2 separate regions of the Anas platyrhynchos genome follow, and region 1 is linked to region 2. The links are chromatin contacts, called in public Hi-C maps. All regions are on one chromosome and are shown on one strand. Each heading gives the region's core, a stretch centred on a gene start, on an enhancer-like site or on the middle of the called end of the contact. The rest is flanking DNA. Distances are from core to core; before and after follow the strand shown.

The links. A called contact is a pair of places that touch in the nucleus more often than the background predicts.
Region 1: a Hi-C map of skeletal muscle shows a contact between it and region 2, with 4 times the contacts expected there. The contact joins two enhancer-like sites. A contact is called at or near these places in 2 of 8 Hi-C or Micro-C datasets (liver and skeletal muscle).

What each region holds. Positions count from the first base shown.
Region 1 is chr2:107,300,663-107,303,362 of IASCAAS_PekinDuck_T2T, reverse strand. No RefSeq gene overlaps it. Among named protein-coding and RNA genes, the nearest start is that of MYLIP, 47 kb to the right of the region's middle. Within about 2 kb of position 1,367, at least 5 of the 8 cell types and tissues checked have an H3K27ac peak or open chromatin away from gene starts, as enhancers often do.
Region 2 is chr2:107,238,565-107,241,264 of IASCAAS_PekinDuck_T2T, reverse strand. MYLIP (myosin regulatory light chain interacting protein) reads left to right here. Exons shown (of 7, transcript XM_027451262.3): 7 at 1-34. Among named protein-coding and RNA genes, the nearest start is that of MYLIP, 16 kb to the left of the region's middle. Within about 2 kb of position 1,269, at least 2 of the 8 cell types and tissues checked have an H3K27ac peak or open chromatin away from gene starts, as enhancers often do.

The DNA of each region.
Region 1 (2,700 bases), core at 118-2,617, 62 kb before region 2:
GAGTTCATGGAAGCAGGGTAAACAAACTAAGCAGCATCTTAGAGTACTTTTGGAGACTTTTTGCCTGTGCAAGAAGCATCTTTCATGGGTCTGAAAACAATTCCTGTAGAGTTGCATTCAGTCAAGGAAGCATTTGGGACCCTAGAGCAAGAAAGTTGTTTGATAAGGGCTATGCAAATTGGAAATTGGAAGATGAAACTAGACACAAAAAGTATGTCCTTGCTCAAGCCTAAATGCAGCTTCCTTTTGTTTAAAAAGTAAAACACATGAATCAAGCCTTTTACTTAAATCTTCCAGCTTTCTCTGAGAAACGCTATCCCTTTCAATGAGCTGCAGGCATTCCCACTTGACTCAGGTTAATGCATTTGGTCTCTATAGAAACAGCAGCAGATCCCACATGTAACTTGGAAAGGTCACCTCACTTTTATACAAAAGCTCGCATTGTCTCTTCCTTCTGTTCCATAAAACAGCAGTAAAAGGAAGCAAAAGGCAGTGCATTGCACTCATCCAGAGTCTCAGAGCTCTTCTCCACTTGCAGACGCTGATGAAAGACCAGGCCCTTCAGTGCTTGTGCTCGCTGACCATCATGGGTCAAAAGGAAACACGAGCTTTTAAATACAAACTAAATAATGCCATTGAATTGGCAGGAAATTCAAACTGCTCTGAACTGTCTGGGAGCCAGCAAAGCTAATGAGCTGTACCATTTCCAAATGGGATCTTGGTAACACCATCTGAGAGCTTATGTACGTACATACAGAGTTGTGCAGGTTTGCCTTAAAGCATAATTTAAAATGGATTTAATTAAACAAGAGCAAAAATAATATGGAAACTTAAATAGATATCAAGCAAGCTTATGTCAATTTGATTTAGGGAGAAGTTTAACTTAAGCCACAATAATCCTCTCCTAAACAGAGCAGAGCTGTCTTTTATCCAGGGTTTTCTCGTGCTTTAGCTGCTTTTGGTTTAAAAAGCAATAGAAGTTAGAAGCAGCCTGCAAATCAGTTCCCAGCCTCACCATCACATCTGCTAATATGAACAGTGAAAGTTTTGGGACACAGTGATCAGCGAGGGGCAGAGAAGAACTGGTAATAACTTTGAAGGTAGCAAGAAGCCAGCCATAAAGGTGGAGAGTCTTCTCACACACACACACACACACACAAAAGTAGTATCAGAAAGAAAAAAAAATATTCTTGCATTTCCCACATGATTTGAGAGCACTTTTTAATGTGTTCAGATGTTCAATTACGCAACCTTTAGTGCTAGGAGTATTGTTCTTTGGGGAAGAAATGTAGGTGAGGGAGCTCTGCTCTCCATGCAGAGGCATTTCGCAAACAAGTGCTCTGCAAGCAAAGTGGTGATAAGGCAGGAAGGTAACTCCAGGCCACAGCCACAGCCAGGCAGTCCTAGGGCAGCACAGGCAGACTGACACTGTTAGGCTGTTCAGATTTTCTTCATGAGGTTTCTGGATTACAGGATTTGTGCAAATACTTTCCATATTCTTTCACTCTGCCTTCCTTACTGGGAAGGGACTGGGGCACACAGCAAGTGGCTCCTGGTGATGCACATCTTCAGCTCCTGTTAGGTTATTTCCCATCTTTGTAGTTTGGGCTGTGCTAGCCTTACTTTGCATTTCTACCCCATCTTTCTCATAAAAGGATGCTGCTGGAGTCTCGCCAGCCAAATCCTTTCAAAAGGAATTTGCTTAGAAGTCTATAGTTATCATGTAAATTCATGTATAATTTAGCTCAAACCTGTTTATGTCTTAATGAAGCTTGTTTATATGGAAGTGGTAAACGTCACAGAGCCTCAGCTTTCTGGGGCAAAGCACAGGCTCCCTCCCTGCTACATAAAGAGCAACAAATCGAATCAAGACTCCATCTCCATTAAGAGATGGTGTCCAGTTGCAAGCCTTTGAGCTGGTACCAGCTCGAAGGGCTCCCAAGCTTTAGGTGCCACTGTAGCACATAATACTGTAAGTCAAAGCCAGAAATGCTTCAGAATCAGAGTTCATAAAGAGGTATTCTCTAAAGCCAGATTTCACCAGATTTCCATTAATTTTCACCAGAACTGAGTACAGATCTCTAAGGGCTTTCTTGTTTTTGTTTTTGTTTTCAGTAGAAGACACTACAGGGCAAGAGTTATGGCAGCATTTTGATGAAGCTATATTGATAACAGTATGAACCTTTTCAATCCAGTATTTTACAGGTTAGGACCGAAGTATATCATGCACTTACAAGAAACATTTGTCTGAGCCAGAAATGGAATCAGCCACTTTTTTTTTTTTCAATTGGTACTTTTCTAAAAGAAGCACCAGAAATACTTCAGAAGGTACAATACCATTCCTCACTTATCTTCACCATCACAATAAAATTTCTGTCTTTATACTGAATTAAGGTCCTTCCTTGTTGAATATTCTCCACTTTTTTTTCCTAATAATAATTAAAAAAAGATGCATGCTCTATTGCTGCCACTCCAGCTCTGCCCAAGTAAATAAACACGTCATGCATCATCTGCTGACATCTCCGTGTTGTCAGTTCATTTTCTGCTCATCTAGAGCTGATGCTCTTGAAGACACAATTTCTTTGCCCCAGATATTGGTAGGCTGGAAGAGATCAGTCATTGCATAACAGAAATCCAGCTCTGCTCCAAGCCGTATGTTCCAAGTCAGAAAGATTTTATTTCTCTTCAAGGAGCTCTGCT
Region 2 (2,700 bases), core at 20-2,519:
TATATTCAGGTTAATAAAGGACTTTAAAAATCTATTTTGTGTTACTTATGAGTCTTATTTTTCTGAACCTCTTCTGCAGTATTACTGAACTGAAAATACAGATTTTTCACATTTATAGTCTGAATATTGTGGGTCATCTTTCTAAGGGAGCAGTTTCCTCGGGTGTATATGAATTCTGAGGGGGGGAAGGAGAGTGGAAGAATAGGGGCATATGTATCAAAGAAGGTTGACTAACTATTGTAGTGGTGTACAGTGGTGCTAAAGCAAATATTCCGCCTTTCCCAAAGACTTTGTTCAGTGCTAATAGAATTACATTAATATCTAATCCATCATTCTATGGCAGCTGACTGAAATGGATTGTAAATTAATCTAAATAGATGTTAATATAGGCAGCTGATTTAAAGCATTCAACAAAATCAAGCTGTTAAAATAGGCAAGCATAACTCTAATTACACAGCCAATATAATTAGAAGTACCTAGACATCCCTAATAAAAAATAATCCCAGTAGTTAGAACTCCTAATTAAGGAAGGGTTTGACAGGTTAAATGGTAGAGGCTGAATTCAGGCAATGCCTGTGACTTTTTTGTAAATATATTTTGCCTTGTCTTGAAAAGCTATGCAGGGGTTCAGTGAAAGCCAAGGTGCAGGTTCAGACAAGAGCCTGGCAAGTATTGGCTCTATCTCAGGCTCTTGAAAACCTAGGCCTGTGTTGGTGAATGAAAGTGTGGAGCACAAGTGGAGGCTAACAGCTCTTTGTAATGGGGAAGGGTGGGTTCAGAATTCCTGTAGGTGGTTTTAACAAAATGTAGTTACATTTTCTGGAAATTGAGTACTAGGTAATCTGTTCTGGATGTTTCACTTGCCCTATAAGATTCAACAGCATGCAAAACAATGTAAGAGCAAATTGGTGTTCATGGATAGCTTTCTGCAAAAGTGTTATCTAAAATGTTGATCAGGCTACATTAGAAAACTATTGCTTGACTTCCCAATACTGCTGGGGTATGTATTGCTTAATGTTTGCAGTTCCAGTATACCTTCTCATGAAAGGATTATGGCTGATCCCCATGAGCTGTGAAGAGTGTAAAAAGGAAACAATAGGAGATTCTGAACTCTTCGTGCCATGTAGCTGAACTTCAGAAAGAGTTGGGTGTTGCTTGCCAAAGTCCTATTGTTTCTCCTAAGAAGCTTTGTTTGTCTGGTAATGGATGGTGGGAGGGGGGAGAAATGACACAATAGCTCAGAGGAACAGCTGGAGTTTCTGTCCTTGCAGCTTCTAGGAGCTGCAGGATTGATTACAAAACTTCATCTGGTGCTGCTCCCAATTTGAGTTAGCGTACTTGACACTCGTGATGTACCAGACACTCCTGATGAAGTCAGCTCCTATACCCTACACTGATCTTGCTACCCAAAGCTAGTAAGTCTTGGCAAGAAAGTTACCCCACAGAAAATTCAGCTCTTCATTTCCAAAAGGTGGTTTCTATGATCTCATCACATGCATATAATGTCATTTCAAAAAGCTACAGCCTCAAGTTTCTGCTAAAAGTAACCAAGGCAGGGGGGAACAGTGTCACCTTCAGAGATTCTATGACTTTCTGGGTGACTCCTGGAGCCCTGTCAGTCTTGGACCTCCTGGCAGCAGGATAGCAGCCAAAAGCAGCTGTGCAGGGAGGGAGTTACAAGTTTCAACCACAGGAGAGATGTTTTTACAAAAATGCAATTACACTTGAATGTTGTTAATAAAGAAGTTAGGGGTTTAGCCATAACTACACCTGTGTTGCTAGGACTGGAAACTCCCAGCCCTCTGCTGGTATCTGCCTGGCTTCCATCCTCCCTGCTCAAGGGAAAGCTCAACCCGCAAGGGACTACAAAGGCAGGATGTGGAGATGTTTCAAGATGCGACTGTCATGAAAACACAGCTCTGTCTTCTAGCATGTAGATGCTAAATTCAGTATACACAGAAGTGTTAAAAAGCCAAAGAACTGTAGAATAAAGGCTTCTGTATTTTTAAATTATTTTGACTTCTTTTCCCTAAGTGCCACAAAAGCATGTACACAGCAACATTCATATATTTTAAGATTTATTTCCTTGTTAAGTCAGCGCTGTTGTGCTCCCAACGGAATGCCCCTGGGGAAAATTCTCATCTGCCAGCCCACGCTGTTTCACTTCACAGCAGCGTGCTGGCACATTGATCAAAGATGGGGGAAAATTGCAGCTCAGATTTCCTCTATATGGTTTCGAACAACAAACTTTCTGCAGAGTGTTAAAATTATGAATTGACAAGTCTCAGCCTCGGTAATGCCTGGTCAAAGATCCTTCTTGAATTTCCCTCGGTTTTCACAGAAAGTGTGCTGGAGTAAATACCTCAGTCACCTTTGTGCCCGTGGGTTCAGCTGTTGGGAGCCTGTTACAACCGAAAGCAGGGAGTGTAAGTCTTTGTAGGAATTGACAAATAGGTTTAAAGGGGAAAGGAGGAGAAAAAGTGAAGAAAAAGAAAAGATTTTCCACAGTGAGGCCTAAGCACATCTTTGGGCATTGCTGCAGGATGCCTGTGTCTAGGTGGATGATGGCTGGCTGCAGAGTCTGGGGGGCTCAGGGCTGCCCCAGGAATTCAGAGTAGGGCAAGTGGGGACGGGTGGGCAGCAGTCTGGGAAGACAGGACAGGGCCAAGCAGGAGAACAGACATGCTGAGGCAGGTGAGG